2 separate regions of the Mus musculus genome follow, and region 2 is linked to region 1. The links are chromatin contacts, called in public Hi-C maps. All regions are on one chromosome and are shown on one strand. Each heading gives the region's core, a stretch centred on a gene start, on an enhancer-like site or on the middle of the called end of the contact. The rest is flanking DNA. Distances are from core to core; before and after follow the strand shown.

Evidence for each region. Hi-C and Micro-C count contacts between places; a contact is called where the count stands out from the background.
Region 2: a contact with region 1 is called in a Hi-C map of the G1E-ER4 cell line, with 2.9 times the contacts expected there. The contact joins two enhancer-like sites. A contact is called at or near these places in 2 of 484 Hi-C or Micro-C datasets (the Ba/F3 cell line and the G1E-ER4 cell line).

Annotation. Positions count from the first base shown.
Region 1 is chr14:73,108,224-73,115,796 of GRCm38.p6, forward strand. No RefSeq gene overlaps it. Among named protein-coding and RNA genes, the nearest start is that of Gm35388, 9.1 kb to the left of the region's middle. Within about 2 kb of position 4,363, at least 28 of the 459 cell types and tissues checked have an H3K27ac peak or open chromatin away from gene starts, as enhancers often do. A contact at or near this core is called in the G1E-ER4 cell line, where this site is marked.
Region 2 is chr14:74,643,247-74,650,819 of GRCm38.p6, forward strand. Htr2a (5-hydroxytryptamine (serotonin) receptor 2A) reads left to right here. Exons shown (of 3, transcript NM_172812.3): 2 at 1,742-1,942. Among named protein-coding and RNA genes, the nearest start is that of Htr2a, 6.2 kb to the left of the region's middle. Within about 2 kb of position 2,870, at least 105 of the 459 cell types and tissues checked have an H3K27ac peak or open chromatin away from gene starts, as enhancers often do. A contact at or near this core is called in the G1E-ER4 cell line, where this site is marked.

The DNA.
Region 1 (7,573 bases), core at 3,113-5,612:
TTAAAAAAGCCTTTTTATCTTTGACATATGCTCACAGATCTCTCTCTGCCAAGCAAATGGAGCACTTGCCTTCAGGGAGGAGAATCAAGCCAGTCTCCATCTTCTCTACTAAAGGCAAGTAGCTACTTCCCTCAGAGGGTATCATGTCATCTCTGGTAGCAGAGGCGACAACCCAGCTGTAGATAGTATTAGAAATTCAGAGATGTTACACACCTCATTCTGCAGGGCAGGGATTGGCCCCCAGACCCCGAGACTTCCATCACTGGCCAGAAGGACACTGAGAAATGCCCCTTTTTTGTCCCTCTAGGATTCTGGCTGGGAGGTTTCCTAAGTTTCTTCTCATTCTCATTCTGTGGCCCCAGAAAGTGAACCCTCAGAGGTGGGACTTTGGTTTCTTCCGTTGCCCGTGCGATGTGTAAACGTGGAGCAAGGCAGGGCCTTCTTCACTTTGTGGTAAGAAGTAATGGTCCCCACATTGGTCTGTTCTCTTTCCTGCCCTCACAAACCCCTTAGAAGGAAGGACCGGGCGTTACAAGGAGCTACCATTGCCCACCCCACCCCAGGAGAAGAGGCCCTTAGAGAAGCCTGTAAGCCTACAAGGGCTCCCTCCTGCTGTACTAACTCACTCTGTATCTCTTAAGGGCTTATATCCATTTACCCAGTCTTCTTCAAATATTTGAGAAAAAAATGTAACATATCCCAAGCACTTTTCAAGGCCTAGGAAATACAATATCCTTTCCTTCCCAGAGCCTTCTGGGGAATATGAAAACTAAATACACAATTGTAAAGGATGTTCACAATTGAGACAAAGGAGGTGCACAAGCTATCCCATAAGATTTAAGATCCCCTTTAACTTTACTCGACGACAAGATAATACCTTAGCTTGTCATCGTGTCCTAGAAGGTCAGAGAACATGAGAGTCCTGGACCTAGGTCAGAAGCAAGGGACTTTAGTTCTTATCCCCTCTGAGCAGGGTGCAGAGTGCCCTTCCCTCAAGCTCCAGCAGGCCAGACGACTGCTGTCAAGCCCTAAGCAGCATAATAGCTCAGGAGGTCCCTGCTTAGAGTCTACCCATTCCCTAGCAGATGGGAAGGAAGTCTCTGGAAAGTCATCCTTTGCACAGCCCCTTACCTTGTTATTTAAGGTCCTTCACAGCAAACACAGCCCAGAGAAAGGGCCCAGGGAAAAGCACACATGGGACTTAGCATCCTTGGAACTCTCAGCGAGAAGTTTTGGGGGTCCCAGAATAACTCCCACCTCTAGAGCAACTTTGCTGGGAAACTTCCCAGACCCAGAGCTGGCTCTTCACCCCTTGTTCTCCTTGTTTGTTTGTTTGTTTGTTTGTTTGTTTGTTTTACATTCCATGTTGATGCTTAACCTGGTAAACCTGGGTAGCCACCAACAGAAGGTGGTAAGGAGGCAGGAACTGCGCTCCCTCCTGCTGGCAAGTGCTCTGAGGTGGCCTTGGGTAAAGAGCTTAATTTCTTCTTTCTGGGACTCCTCACCTGTAAATGGAAGATAATGATATTCTCCTACCTCCTCTTCAGAATTAATTAATGGTTGGGCTGACCTCTGGGTCTACAGATGAAAGGCTGTCATTGCAAGCCACGTGCATCAACATTACCTCATTACCAACGTCATATCATCGTTAACATCATCTCATCATCATCATCATCTCATCATCATCATCATCATCATCATCGTTATCACCATAGCCAAGAGTCCCCATGATAAAAGCTACAGAATTCCCACAGGAAGCTCCTGAAGGCCTCCCCCTTGCTAAGCCTTTCAGCCTCCTCTTCTACACCTTCTAAAAGAACCAACCAACTCTCCTCCCCTTTGGCAACTCTCACTCTCCACAGCTAAGAGCTGGTTATTGTCCTGGGACCCCAGTTTCACACACCCTCACTTTGCAATGCCTTTCTCCCAACAACTGAACCTGAGCACTTAGGACAAACTCCAAAGGAAGACTATTAAACAGATGGACCGGGAGCAGGTGAAGGAAGCCTTAAGACACTTTCAGAAGGTCTCAAGAAAGAAAGAAGGCCTCACCCCCAGAATTTCCCACCAAATGACTAACTTATTACACCTTTCCTACTTCCTGTGTGGACTGATACAGAAGAGCAGTGTTTCCCTTCCGTGCAATGTGATGATGTAATGGTCATGATCTTCTTGGTGCATTCATGTTTTCTGCTGCTATTGCTGACTACTAGAGGCTAGATAACTTGGAGAATTAAAGTTTCTTTAACCCATGATTGTAGAGTGTTGGAGGTCCTTAGGTAGTCTGTGTTTGGGGCATCTTCTTGCCAATGGGATCCCTGCAGACTCTCGTGGCCAGAGGAATCCATACAAGAGACAAACTGGTTTGTAACAGACACACCCAGCTTGGGGATAAGACTATTTTAGTCGACCAATCCATCAGGAAGCTAGTCATTTCTTAAAAATCCCACCTGGTCCTACACTGTCACAAGGGGGACCAAATTTTGACAGGAATTTCGGTAGGCTCTAAACCATAGCACCTGGGACTCTGACGTAGCCAGCTGCTTGTGCTGAAATGAATTGGTAAGTGTGATTTGCTGCACTCTCCTCGTTGCTGAGCCTCCTTTAGCCCTCATCTTGGCTCCCTTGGGAATCCACCAAAATGAATGGCTTGCTAAGCCTTTTTGGTTATGATTCAAGTACTGCTTGGCTGTAGATTAGCATTCAGATGTGAAGGCTGTTGAGAGACTGACTCAGCTACTGGGTCAGTGATGCCCAGCCCCAGCATGTAATGGCAAGTTGCATAAGGACACTAAAGTAGCACTTTAAGCTTCTGGGGACTCAGATATTACCTGGTGGTGATCATTTGTATTTCCTCCTGTGTGCTGGGCATTGTTCTATTCCTCTTGTACAAAAAGACCTATAATCCTCAAACAAGGAAGTAAATTCTATTATTGCCTCTGCTTTACAGGATACAAAACAGAGAGACAAAGAGCTTAAATGCCCAGCTCCCTGTGGGTGGTGCCACCCTGGAAAGAGAGTCCTTCTAGCTAGAAGAAAGGCAGTTGAGCAAGCCTTGGAGAACAAAACAGTAAGCAGCACCCCTCTACGGTCTCTGCTTCAGCTCCTGTCTCCAGGTTCCTGCTTGAATTCTTGGCTTCCCTCAGAGATGGACTGAGATGTGGAACTATATGGCAACAAATCCTTTTCTCCCCAGGCAGGGTTTGGTGAGTGCTTTATCACAGCAACAGGAACTAGGGCACTGAGTCTTGGGCTAAAAGGTTCAACACGAGACTTTAGAATAGTGGTTCTCAGCTTGTGGGTTGTGACCCCTTTGGGGGTCAAACAATCCTTTTACAGGGGTTGCATATCACATATCCTGCATCTCATACCATATCATATCATACCATATCATATCATACCACATCATATCATACCATATCAGATTATGACTCATAACAGTAGCAAAATTACAGTTATGAAGTAGCAACAAAATAATTTTATGATTGGGGGGCGTCACCACAACACGAGGAACTGTATTAAAGAAGCAGCATTAAGAAGGTTGAGAACCACTGGCTTATAACATAGAGATAGTTACATGCAAAAGAACAAAAGAAAACTTAGGCACAGTTTGTCACAAAAGTTAACTCAATGTAAGTCACAGGACTACATATAAAGGACATTCTATAAGATGCCTAGGAGAAAGTACTTTTTAAAATCTTAATTATTAGAAATTTGGTATAACTTTTTAAAGCCCAAGGATAATTTTATTAAAGCTCAAAAAAACAAAACAAAACAAAACACAACACAACAAAACTCCCCAGGGCAATGAGCTTAAACTCAGCAGGTGCCTAGAGAAAGCAGAGATACCTTTTAAAAATACACCAACAAAGGCAGAATCCAAATCGCTGACTTAAACTTTACTATGTTGAAAACTCCTCCTGAGACAGACACTAACAAGAAGATAAGGAGTCCTTGGGAGAAACTATTTACAGAGCATACATCTAATAAAGAACTCAGGTCCAAACTATGCAAAGAACTCTTGAACCTCAGCAGGCCATCCAATGAAAAGCCAGAAGGTAGGAATTGACAGCCCGCCAACCAAGATACACAGATAGCACAGAGCATCTGAAAAGCTGCTTAACCGCGGGCCATTAAGGAACTGCAAATTAAAAGCTCTGCCAGGTGCAACTACACTCCTGTTAGAATGGCTAAAGTCCAAAATCGCCTCCCGACGACTGTAACTGCTGGCAAAGACGCAAAGGTGAACCTTTCATTCCTTGCCAGTAAGAGAATAGAACAGTGCTGACACTTTAAGAGACAGTGGCATGAGCTGTGGCGGTTAAAAGTTGCTACACAAACGTGGGGATCGAGGAACAGAGTTCAGATCCCAGCACCTAAGTGAAAACTGGGTGTGGTCCTACACAGGCCTGAAACCCCAGTGCTGAGAAGGTGTGGCTTCCTGATGGGCAGCCTAGCCAAAAAACTTGGTTCAGTTAGAGACTGCCTCAAAGGGACCAAAACCGTCTGATAAGACACCTGACAGCTTTCTCTGGCATTTGCACACAAGCACAGGCATAGATACCCGTGTGTACATCACACATGCACAAGCTCTCTGTTGTTCTCTTTCTCTGTCTGTCTGTCTGTGTGTGTCTATCTGTCTCTCTCTTCTCTCTCTCTCTGTCTCTCTGTGTCTCTCTGTCTCTCCCCCCTCTCTCTCTCACACACATACACACACACACTAAACATTCCCTCCATGAAGCCAATATTACTCTGATACTAAAAACAGACAGATAGATACATAATAAAAAGGGAAACTGCAGATCTCTCTCTCTCTCTCTCTCTGATGAACATAGGCACAAAAATTTTCAGCACAGTATTTGCAAACATAGTCAAAGAGTACATGAAGAGAGTCGCATAACACAACCAAGGTAGTTTCCTCCCAAGGATGGGAGGGTGGTTGTTGGTTCAATGTACAGCAAATACAAGTCAATATGTATGCCGTAACAGATAGACATAAGTGCAGAAATCACATGGTTATCTCAATACGTGTAGAAAACATAGTTCAACATGGCTTCACAACAGAAGTCATGGAGAAATTAGGACTAGACAGACCTCGAAATAATAAAACAATAATAATAACAAATCTGTAGCCAGCACATAAAATTGGGGGGGAGGGGGATCGAGAGAATTTTCTCTAAAAATCTGGAATTAAACAATTAATCCCCCTTTTCCACACTTGCTCTTTTGTTATTCATTTAGGGCTCAGTCTTAGCTAGAGCCACAAGACAAGCAGGCCATATAAAAGGTTTACAAATAGGAAAAGGAGTCAAGTTATCCCCACTTGCAGTCAAAACGATGCTATACTTAAAAGATGCTGCAGACTCTACCAGAAGACTTTCATATGCTAATGCTAACAAACACATCCAATAAAGTTGGGGGATATGAGAACAATATACAAAAATCAGCAGCTTTTTATATACCAATAACAAATTTGCTCAGAAAAAAAAAATAGGAAAACTATCCTATTCTCAATAGCTTCCTTTAACAGTACCCAGGAACAAAGTGAAGGCAATAAAAGACTTTTGTGAGGTAAGCTTTTAAGATCTATTTTTGGGCTGTAAGAAAGCTTAGGAAGTAAAAGTGTATAATTACACACACACACACACACACACACACACACACACACACACATACACACACACACGCACGCACTGTAAATACCTGTGGCGGTCCCAAGGACAACCTCAGATTTCATTCATTGCCTTCCTTGTTTCTGACAGGATCTTTGTTGTACAGTACTGTCTACACACCATACTAGCCAGCCTACAAGCTTTCAGGAATTCTCATGTGTCTGCGTCTATCTTGCCATGGAATTACATGGGATTACAGACACATTCTTCAGTGTCTAGTTTACACGTGTTCTAAGGATTTGAACTCATGTCCTCAAGCATGAATAGCAAGGGCTTTACCCACTGTGCTGGGCTAGCTTCATGTCAACTTGACACAAACCAGAGTTAGCTGAAAGAAGAGAACCTTAATTGAAAAAAAATGCCTCTATAGGATCTGACGGTAAGGCATTTTTTAAAATGGGTGATTGATGGGGGAAGGCCCAGTCTATTATAGGTGGAGCCATTCCTGGGCTAGTGGTCCTGTGTTCTATATGAAAGCAGGCCTAGCAAGCCATGGGGAGCAATCCAATGAGCAGCATCCCTCCATGGCCTCTGCATCAGCTCCTGCCTACAGAATCCTGACCTGTTTGAGCTCCTGTCCTAACTTCCTTCAGAGAGTACCATGTAGAAGTGGGAGCCAAATGAGCCCTTTCCTCCTCAGCTTGCTTTCAGCCATGGTGTTCCATCACAGCAACAGAAGTCCTAACTAGGACTCCCCCTGAGCCAACCATCTCTGGAGCCTGATGATTATGTCTTGCTAAGCACAGCCACCTCTTCTATATTTGTGCGTAAGCACAAATCCTGCAACTTACAACATGATTGGACTGCTACAATTTGCATTTTGTAGCCCTTTTCTGTCACTGGGAGAATATAAAGTCAACATTACTGGCAGATAATAGAACAATAGGCAAACCAATGTGAGACATACTATATCTCATAGCCACGGAGGCTAGCCATGAAAAGCCTGCTTGCTCTAGTTCTTGGAGGAAGGAATATTTTAGGGGCTTTCTTTGTGTCCATTGAACTATTTCTTTCAGTCTTCGCAGAAATCATGAGAGCGGATATCTTTTTTTAATTTATTTATTGTTATATGTATCTACACTATAGCTGTCTTCAGACACACCAGAAGAGGGAGTCAGATCTCATTACAGATGGTTGTGAGCCACCATGTGGTTGCTGGGATTTGAACTCAGGGCCTTCGGAAGAGCAGTCAGTGCTCTTAACCACTGAGCCATCTCACCAGCCCTGAGGGCGGATATTTTTATTCAGATTTTACAGATAGGGACAGAACACTGTGGTGCAGAAACTCAGAAGTACAGGGTCCTGAACATGGTTGCACCACCAGCAAGGGCTGTCTCACACCCGAGCTGTGGTTTTTCACTCTCCCAGACTAATAACTAAAAGATACCCACAATGCTAACTAAGTTCTTCCACCATCCACAGTCCTCAAGCCAAATGGTCCAGCATTCAGGCATGGCCACTGAACCTTGACTGGGAGCAAAGGGAAGTTTCTCTGCAGAACCTAGCACAATGTTTTCCTCGTCCTTTCTAAGATACCCCAGTGCTGCTGTCGCTGATCCAGACAGCTCATCCACTTGTTGTCTACCAACAGCATCATCATGACCTTTACAGGCAAACACCAGAGCTGAGGGAGTTTGCAGAAAAGTTATCTTAGAAATGCTTTAGGGCTGCAAAGATAGTTCAGTTGATAAAGTGCTTGCCTTGCAAACATGAGAATCTGAGTTCAATCAACCTCCCTCCCCAGGACCCACGTAAAACTCCAGTGCATGATGGTGTGGGTTTAATCCCAGCCATGGGAAGGAAGAAATGGACACATTCCAGGGGTTTGTTGGCTAGCCAGCCTGAAGGACTTGTTAAGTTCCTGGCCAGTGAGAGACCTTATGTCATTTTTAAAGAGAAAG
Region 2 (7,573 bases), core at 1,620-4,119, 1.5 Mb after region 1:
TTCAAGGAAGAAGGAAGCAAGCCAGGAGTAGCAAGCATCCATTTGCCCCGGCTTGACCATTCAAATGACACACCCAAATAATTCCATTAAATTTGCTTATCATTTCTCAGCCACGGGAGAGATGCTCTCACTTCCTAAAACCCTGGCCAGCCCTCAGAGGCAAACCCTACTATGGGGTGAGCAGGGTGACTCTGCAAGAACCCAAACCACAGCAGGAAGGCAGAGGGACCTGCTGGGCAGCAGGGGTAATCCTGGCCACGTAGGAAGTGCAGCAGGTCCCTGGACTCAGCTCGGGGTACAAGGCTGCCCCCTAGTGACGACTTCTGGGGATGCAGCCTAGAGTCTAGTTGACACTTAGCCAGGCTGGCCCTAGCACACAATTCACAAACCTGTCTTGCACAAATATTCTCTTCTTACCCTTTGGTAAGAAACTTTAAGGGGAGAAGTTTCTTTCCTGAGACTAAAGCTAGAAGATTTGGGATTAGATTTAGGTCCAGCATCCTTTCCTTTTCTGAATACCCCTGGAGGCAGCAAGGTAGAAATAAGACTTGTGCAAAAGGAGGGTCTGCTTAGCCTGAGCTCTAAACTATCCTAAAGAAAGTACTGATCTCTAATCTTCCTTCCTATTCGCAGGCAGATGTAATATTGTTGCTCCTTACATTAGCAGAACAAACCAACAGTCTATCCAAGTGTCTGGTCCTCTCCAAAACACTCAGAAAGGAGCAGGGCACTTCATTTATGTCACCAAGGCATCTCAGGCAGCAGAGAACCTGCCAAGCTTCCTGCCTTGGACTCTGGGGAGTTTTAAAATCCTTTGACATTGGGGCTTCATCTCTAGCCACCCTCCAGAGAGAATGATTTAAATGGGCCCAAAGCTATACTGTTTGATTGTGAGACATCGGAGGGGGGCGAGTGTCACCTTTGCCCTAAGCAGGGGTTGTTCCCTGAGTGCCAATACCAGCCTCAGCAGTATGATTTCTTAAGTTTTTTTTTTTTGTTTTGTTTTTTTTTTTTTTTGGAAAATGCACATTTCCCAGCCTGTTCCAGACTTACGGAAGCAGAATCGCCAGAGGTGGGTCTCCATTTTAAGGAGCCACCTGCGAAAACCAGCTGTCACCTGTAGTTTGAGCACTGCCCTGAGACAAAGCTCCAAGTCCAGATACCCTTGATATTCTTCACCATCCTCAATGTTTCTCACATGCCCCAAATTTAATAAGACACATTAAGGGACTGTGCACCATAAAAAAAGACATTCAAGAGATTTGAAGACGATTCGTCACACAGCCACTAATTGCCTGTCTATGTGAGACTGGACATGTCTAAGAGTGACTAAGATTAGACTAGCTATAGGGACCCTAACCCCAAAGAAAATTATGTGGATAAATAAAGGCTGTATGTGACCGGCAACATCAATTGAAGGGCTCAGAACATAACTTTGGACACATTGCTAAATAAAAGTGGCTTTGACCAGGTAGAGGGTGAGAGAGACTCCATTCCAGAGGAAAAAGCAAATTCCTCCTTCATTAATGCAATTCCACAGGTCAGAAACCTTCAACCCTGCACTCCCCTGCCCGTGCCATCACAGTGCACACTGGCTGTTGGTTTAAATATTGAAAGTCTCTTGTAGTTCCCTTGCCTGTCACCTCTACCTGTCCCCAAGTTGTAAGTCCTGGGGTATAGATTACACGCTGCAGAAAGCACGAAGCTAGCTATTCACTGATGCTAAACTTCTGCCCCACAGGGTACCGGTGGCCTTTGCCCAGCAAGCTCTGTGCCGTCTGGATTTACCTGGATGTGCTCTTCTCCACGGCGTCCATCATGCACCTCTGCGCCATCTCCCTGGACCGCTACGTGGCTATCCAGAACCCCATTCACCATAGCCGCTTCAACTCCAGAACCAAAGCCTTCCTGAAAATCATTGCGGTGTGGACCATATCCGTAGGTAAGCTGGACCACCTGGCAGGGTGGCATCTGAAACTAGAGTCTGTCCCTTCCCGGGAGACACGTTCCACATGGCTGTGGTGAAACCTGACTCTCTGAGTCTGTGGTTTCATGTGTTGCAAGGTATGTCTCCACTTCATGGTTATTGGAGTCGTTCTAGGAAAGGAGAAGCTGCAGATGCCAATGGCTGACGGCATCTGTCCATATTGTTTTGCACACGTAAGAAAAAGCACAGCAGCGGATCCTAAGGCAGGAATGCCTGTGTTCTTTCTCACATCCGAGCTCAACACTCTAAGCCTTGGGTCTCCCCGAAACCTATCGTTACTGGACTGTGATTGCTAAGGAATATGGGCACTTGACCCAGACAGCATTGGCCTTGAAGGAGGATCCAGAAAGGGGGCAGAAGCTGAGGACAGAGGGAAATGGCTTAAAGGGTTGGGCATTGCAGCTGCCTGGTACCTCTGTGGCCTTTCTCCCTGCTGTGACATCCACACCAAAGGATTCCAACCCACTTCTGTTAGGCCCGATTACACACACTTACCTCTGGCTAGCATTGATCTCCTGTCACTATAAATAGGATCTAAAGGAGCAGCTCTCAGGCAGCAAAGTCAATTTTACCTGTCACCTCAAAATACTTAGTTTGTAATCAAAGATTCCCTGAGACCTGCTGTCAAGTCTCAAAGCTTCTCAAAGGGAAACGCTATGTTTGCTAAGGCCCTTGGGGTATCTACTTCCTGGAAAGAGTGCAGGGTTTGATGGTAGATTAAAATTCCAGAGCTCATTTAATGCTACCTACTACTTTGTAATTTAAAATACCTATTAATGGGGGTCAGAGAGATACATTAACATTAGAGCTATCTATCTATCGCTGTCCTTGCTTCCAGCTCCTACAAGGGTGACTCACCACCCAGTTCCAAGAGATTCATCCCCCTCTTCTGGCCTCTTAGTGCATCAGGAACACACATGTGTGCAAACACACATGTGTGCAAACATACAGGCAGGTAAAACGTCCATAACACATAAAATAAAAGCGATTTTTTCAAATACTTATCAGCAAGCACAGTCTGTGCTCCTTGGTTTCCTTCCTGCTAATAACAGGAGTTAATGTGACGTCATCTCCACTTTGTAGAAGAGGAACGGGTGTTCTAAAAGGGAAATGAGGGGCGTGTGCAGCAAGTGTGAGCACAGTGAGCACTCTCTGGCTCTGATGGTAACAACAACGGGTTATGGTTACACAGCATCTTTGCACATTTTGGGAAAACCTCACCAGTTTTTCACCTTGAGCCTTAAGTTATCACTAGAGGTCAGCAGCACAGATGAATACCGTTGTATTTGTTTGATGCGTCGGGGGACCTCAGGAAATAGGACTTGTGGTTTCCTGGGTCACAGGTCTGACTCACAAGTGCTATAGCCTGCTGGCACGGAGCCCTCCTCTTTCTGCTGAGTGTAGCACACCTCCCTTAGCTGACAGCTTCAGATCCAAGAAAAGGCTGATGGCATTGTTCTGTGCAACCTAGGACTCCTCCTCACCTGGAACAGGAGGGTAAAGCGGCCAGCAGGTGTCCATCCAAGCTGCTTGTCACCACTCTGGAGAATTCTTAGGTTTAAACGGCTGGGTGTTCCTAAGAGAGGTCCACGGTTGAGGACCACATGAGCCAGATTATCAGAGAAGGAAGCAAGGTCAAAGGGTCAAGTGCAATTCACGCAGCAAAGTACACTGTCTTCCCTGCATAGACTGTCCTGCTAGCCGAGCATAAACTGAAGTGGCCCATCAGCTTTTCTTTCCGTGTGTGTGTGTGTGTGTGTGTGTGTGTGTGTGTGTGTGTGTGTGTGTGTTCATGTGTCTGTATATTCAATGTGGTGGCCAAATGTTGATGTCAAGCACCCTCTTTAGTTTATCTATACTTTATGAGTCAGGGTCTCTTGCTGAACCCAGAGCTTGTCGATTTGACCAGTCTAGACAGCTATTTTTGCTCCAGGGATCCTGTCTCTGCTTCCGCCTCCTGAGGGTTAGGGTTACAGGAAGCCCATCACATTTACATGAGTGCTGAAAATCTAACTCTGGCCCTCACATTGTACAGCAAGGACTTGTACCCACAGAGCCATCTCTTCAGTCCCAGAGTTCGTTACCTTACCCATGGCCAAAACAACTCTCCATCCCTGTCAACCTTCATAGTGACACCATTAACAGAAGTTAGACATTTATTCTGAAAAATGTACAGACCCAGTCCTGTACAGAGCACCTCGTGGGTAAGTCCCTTGCACAGGATCGAAACACTTAGAGCCAAGAGTCATCTCAGGCCAATCCAGCTCTAAAATCTGCACTTTTTCTACTACCTAATAAGGCTGTCTGCCCTAGCTCTTTCTGGCTGTCATCCCAGGAGCGAGACAGGTTAGAATGGTTGTAAGGATGCTGACCAATGGACATCGCTACAAAGAAGTGTTCAGGAATGATCATCCCTCTGTCCTTTTGGTTATGCTAGAGTAAACCAGATGACAGAGTGTGTATTCAAGTACCTCTCCAACTGTGGTAGAAGACACTTAAATTTAAGAAAACTAGAGGTCACCCAACCTTGTAACTACCTGTGAGATGATGCTCTGAGAAACAATCAGATAAGAAATGCTAAAAACAAAAAGTCAGTTCTACCCTGGGTCCTGAAGAAGCTCGGGACTCACTTCCTGCTGACTTTTCGGCTCTTGCTTCTGGTTCTACTGTTTTGTTTTTGGGTTTGAGGTTTCAGTTTGTGGATTTATGCTTGGATCCTTAGTCCAACTGGAATTGTTTCCTGTTGTTTTGTCTTGTTTTGTTTTTTTAATCGTGTATAGTCAACAAATGAAACTGATTTCAAAATGCACACTGTGGTGATTGAACCTATACATGTTTTGTAAAATAAATACTGTAATTCAATTAGTCAACTTCTCCATCCGCTCACCAAGATGCCCTGTAGTTTTCAGTCAGAACATGGAGAAACTTACAAGAGTAAAACTCAGAGTTAGCAAATGCAGATACCACATCATTCACGGGGTCCCCTGAGCTAATCCGTCTCCCTGCCCCCACTCTGTCTATGGTAATGGAGCCAGCCTTGCCAGAGAGGAAATATTCTAAGGTGGTTCTACATTCACTTCTGGCTAGCAGACTATTTAAACATTAAACTCAGTGACTCAACATTTCCCAGAGTCCTGTGCTGAGGGAAGGGAAAGACAGAAGCCCTGGTACCAGGCTGAGAAAGAACTTGCAAGTCTGGAAGAGAGCTCACACTAGTCTGACATCTTAGCAGACCACTTTGCAGGACAGACCAGAGCCAGACAACAAGTCTCAGTGCTGAGTGTAGCATGCTTTGAGAAGAACTGTTTAATGATGCATTTTACCCTCTGGGGGGGGGGGGGGAGGCGCACTGGACATCGTTATCCTTCCCAAGGCATCCATGCTGACCAAGTTCCCTTCCTCTGTGTCTCTGGCTAGTTCTTTTGAATGGGCAGGTTGCTTATTGGAGGCTGCAGGAGCCCAGAGTTTTACCCTAAAATCCCTGCTACCAGGAAATGCCATCCTTCTGTTTCTATACATCCACCCTTCCTTAGATTCCACGTATGAGTGTGATCGTGTGTTCTTATTATGCTTCCAAGACTTAGCCACACTTTGGGAAATGGGCAGATTTCATTTCTATGGCTGCATAGTACAGAATTCTATTTGTATATGGCCTACTTTGCTTTCAACTAACAGTTAAAGATTTTACAGAATCTATTGTAGAACTTTCCTCCAGTGTACTGATATATTCTGTTTTCTGGATAAGTTGATGAATACAGAGCTAAACTTGGATTCATGGGGTTTTTTTCCAGCTTCCTTAAGTGAAAGTCAGAGGTTGCCATTTTTTTCCTTTGAGGTCTTTATGTAAGGTAGGAGTATGTATAGAACTTAGTCCTAACGCTCTGGTGCATATATATATATATGTGGGTGTGTGTATATATATATATGTGTGTGTGTGTGTGTGTGTGTGTGTGTGTGTGTGTATGTATATATATATGTATATGCATACATATATATATTTATGTGTGTGTGTGTATATATATATATATATATATATATATATATATATATATATATATACTATCTTTAAACTTCATTTACACTTTCTACCACTTTGTCGGTTATTAGCCACACACAAATTTTATCTTTCATACTTATTTTTATTTGTTACCAAATGCTCACTTCATTTCTAATGATGCTTCTTGCCTTAAGAATCAACTCTGTGGATACTATATTTATGCCTTTTTTCCAGATTTCTCTTGATTATCATTTGTCTGACTATATTTTGCTCTATCATAGTGTGGAACTGTGACTTTGTATTTTAAATGTGCTACCAGGATGGAGGCACAATTTCTAAAAATGCAATTCATCTTCATCTTTAAACAATTTTTATTCACATGTAGGGGTGTGTGTGTGTGTGTGTGTGTGTGTGTGTGTGTGTGTGTGTGTGTGTGTAGATAAGTGTATAAGAGTACAGGTGCCTGTGGAGACCAGAGGCGTGGAATCCACTGGAGCTGAAGTTGCAGACAACTGTGAGATGCCCGACATGGATGCTGGGAGCTGGGTCCTCTGGAAGACCAGCAATTGCTCACAACAGCTAAGCCTGATGTCCAGTCCCACCTTTGTCTTTCAATTGGAGTATTTAGCTCTTTTATGGTTGATGTCGGTCAATCTTTTTCTGCTCTTCCTCTGGAATGATCAGAATTGTCATTTACCCTTCTCTGTAAGCTTATTAATTATCTCTTCTTTATATTCTCTTAGCAAGAGCAATTTTTTTTTAACTTTTTAATCATAAAGAGCCTAAAACAAATGATTTTCCACTTCTTGGAAATGCAAGAACTTGAGAATGAGAACGCTTGAACCTCATTTGCCCTGTGATCCTTTTGTGTTTGTACGCAGAGGTGAATAAGACCCAAGAGGTCATTGCAGCTGCACTATGACCTGGGCGTGTGTTTTCCACATGCAAACTGCTCTGCTGCCATGCTCGCCTTTCTGCTCTTCTGCCTGGGTCTACAGTCCTCACTGCTGCACACTGACTCACACGTGATACTTTTTCTTTGCTCTCTGCTTCCTTAACTCTAGATGGCTCTACTTTACCTTTATTGAAAGCACCCATTTCTAGAGGACAGAACCCAAACTGGCCTGGTGACACCGACCCATGATTTCAGCTGCTTGAGACTCTGTTGTCAGAAGAGCACAGATTCAAGGCCGACCTGGCATCTTAGTGAGACCTTCTCATGAAACAAAAGTTAAAAAAAAAAATCACCTTAGTCTATAGCTCAATGGTAGACCACCTGCCCAGCGTATGTGAGGTTCTAGGTTCAGTTCCAGATTAGAAATGGCTGGTAGCCCAAGAATCTGTAACACAAATTGAAGCAAGAAGAAAGTGGTCTTCTCAATAAACAAGCAAACAAACAATCCCCTGACCAATAGATAGATAGATAGATAGATAGATAGATAGATAGATAGATAGATAGATAGACAGACAAGTAAAACAAGTTAGCAGTCTCTTTCTCCCAGAACTTTTTCCATGGCCTTCTGAATCTCTAGATTATTATAGTTTGTTGTTTGTAAAGAGTTCAGCTCTCTGGGTCTACAGAAGCCACC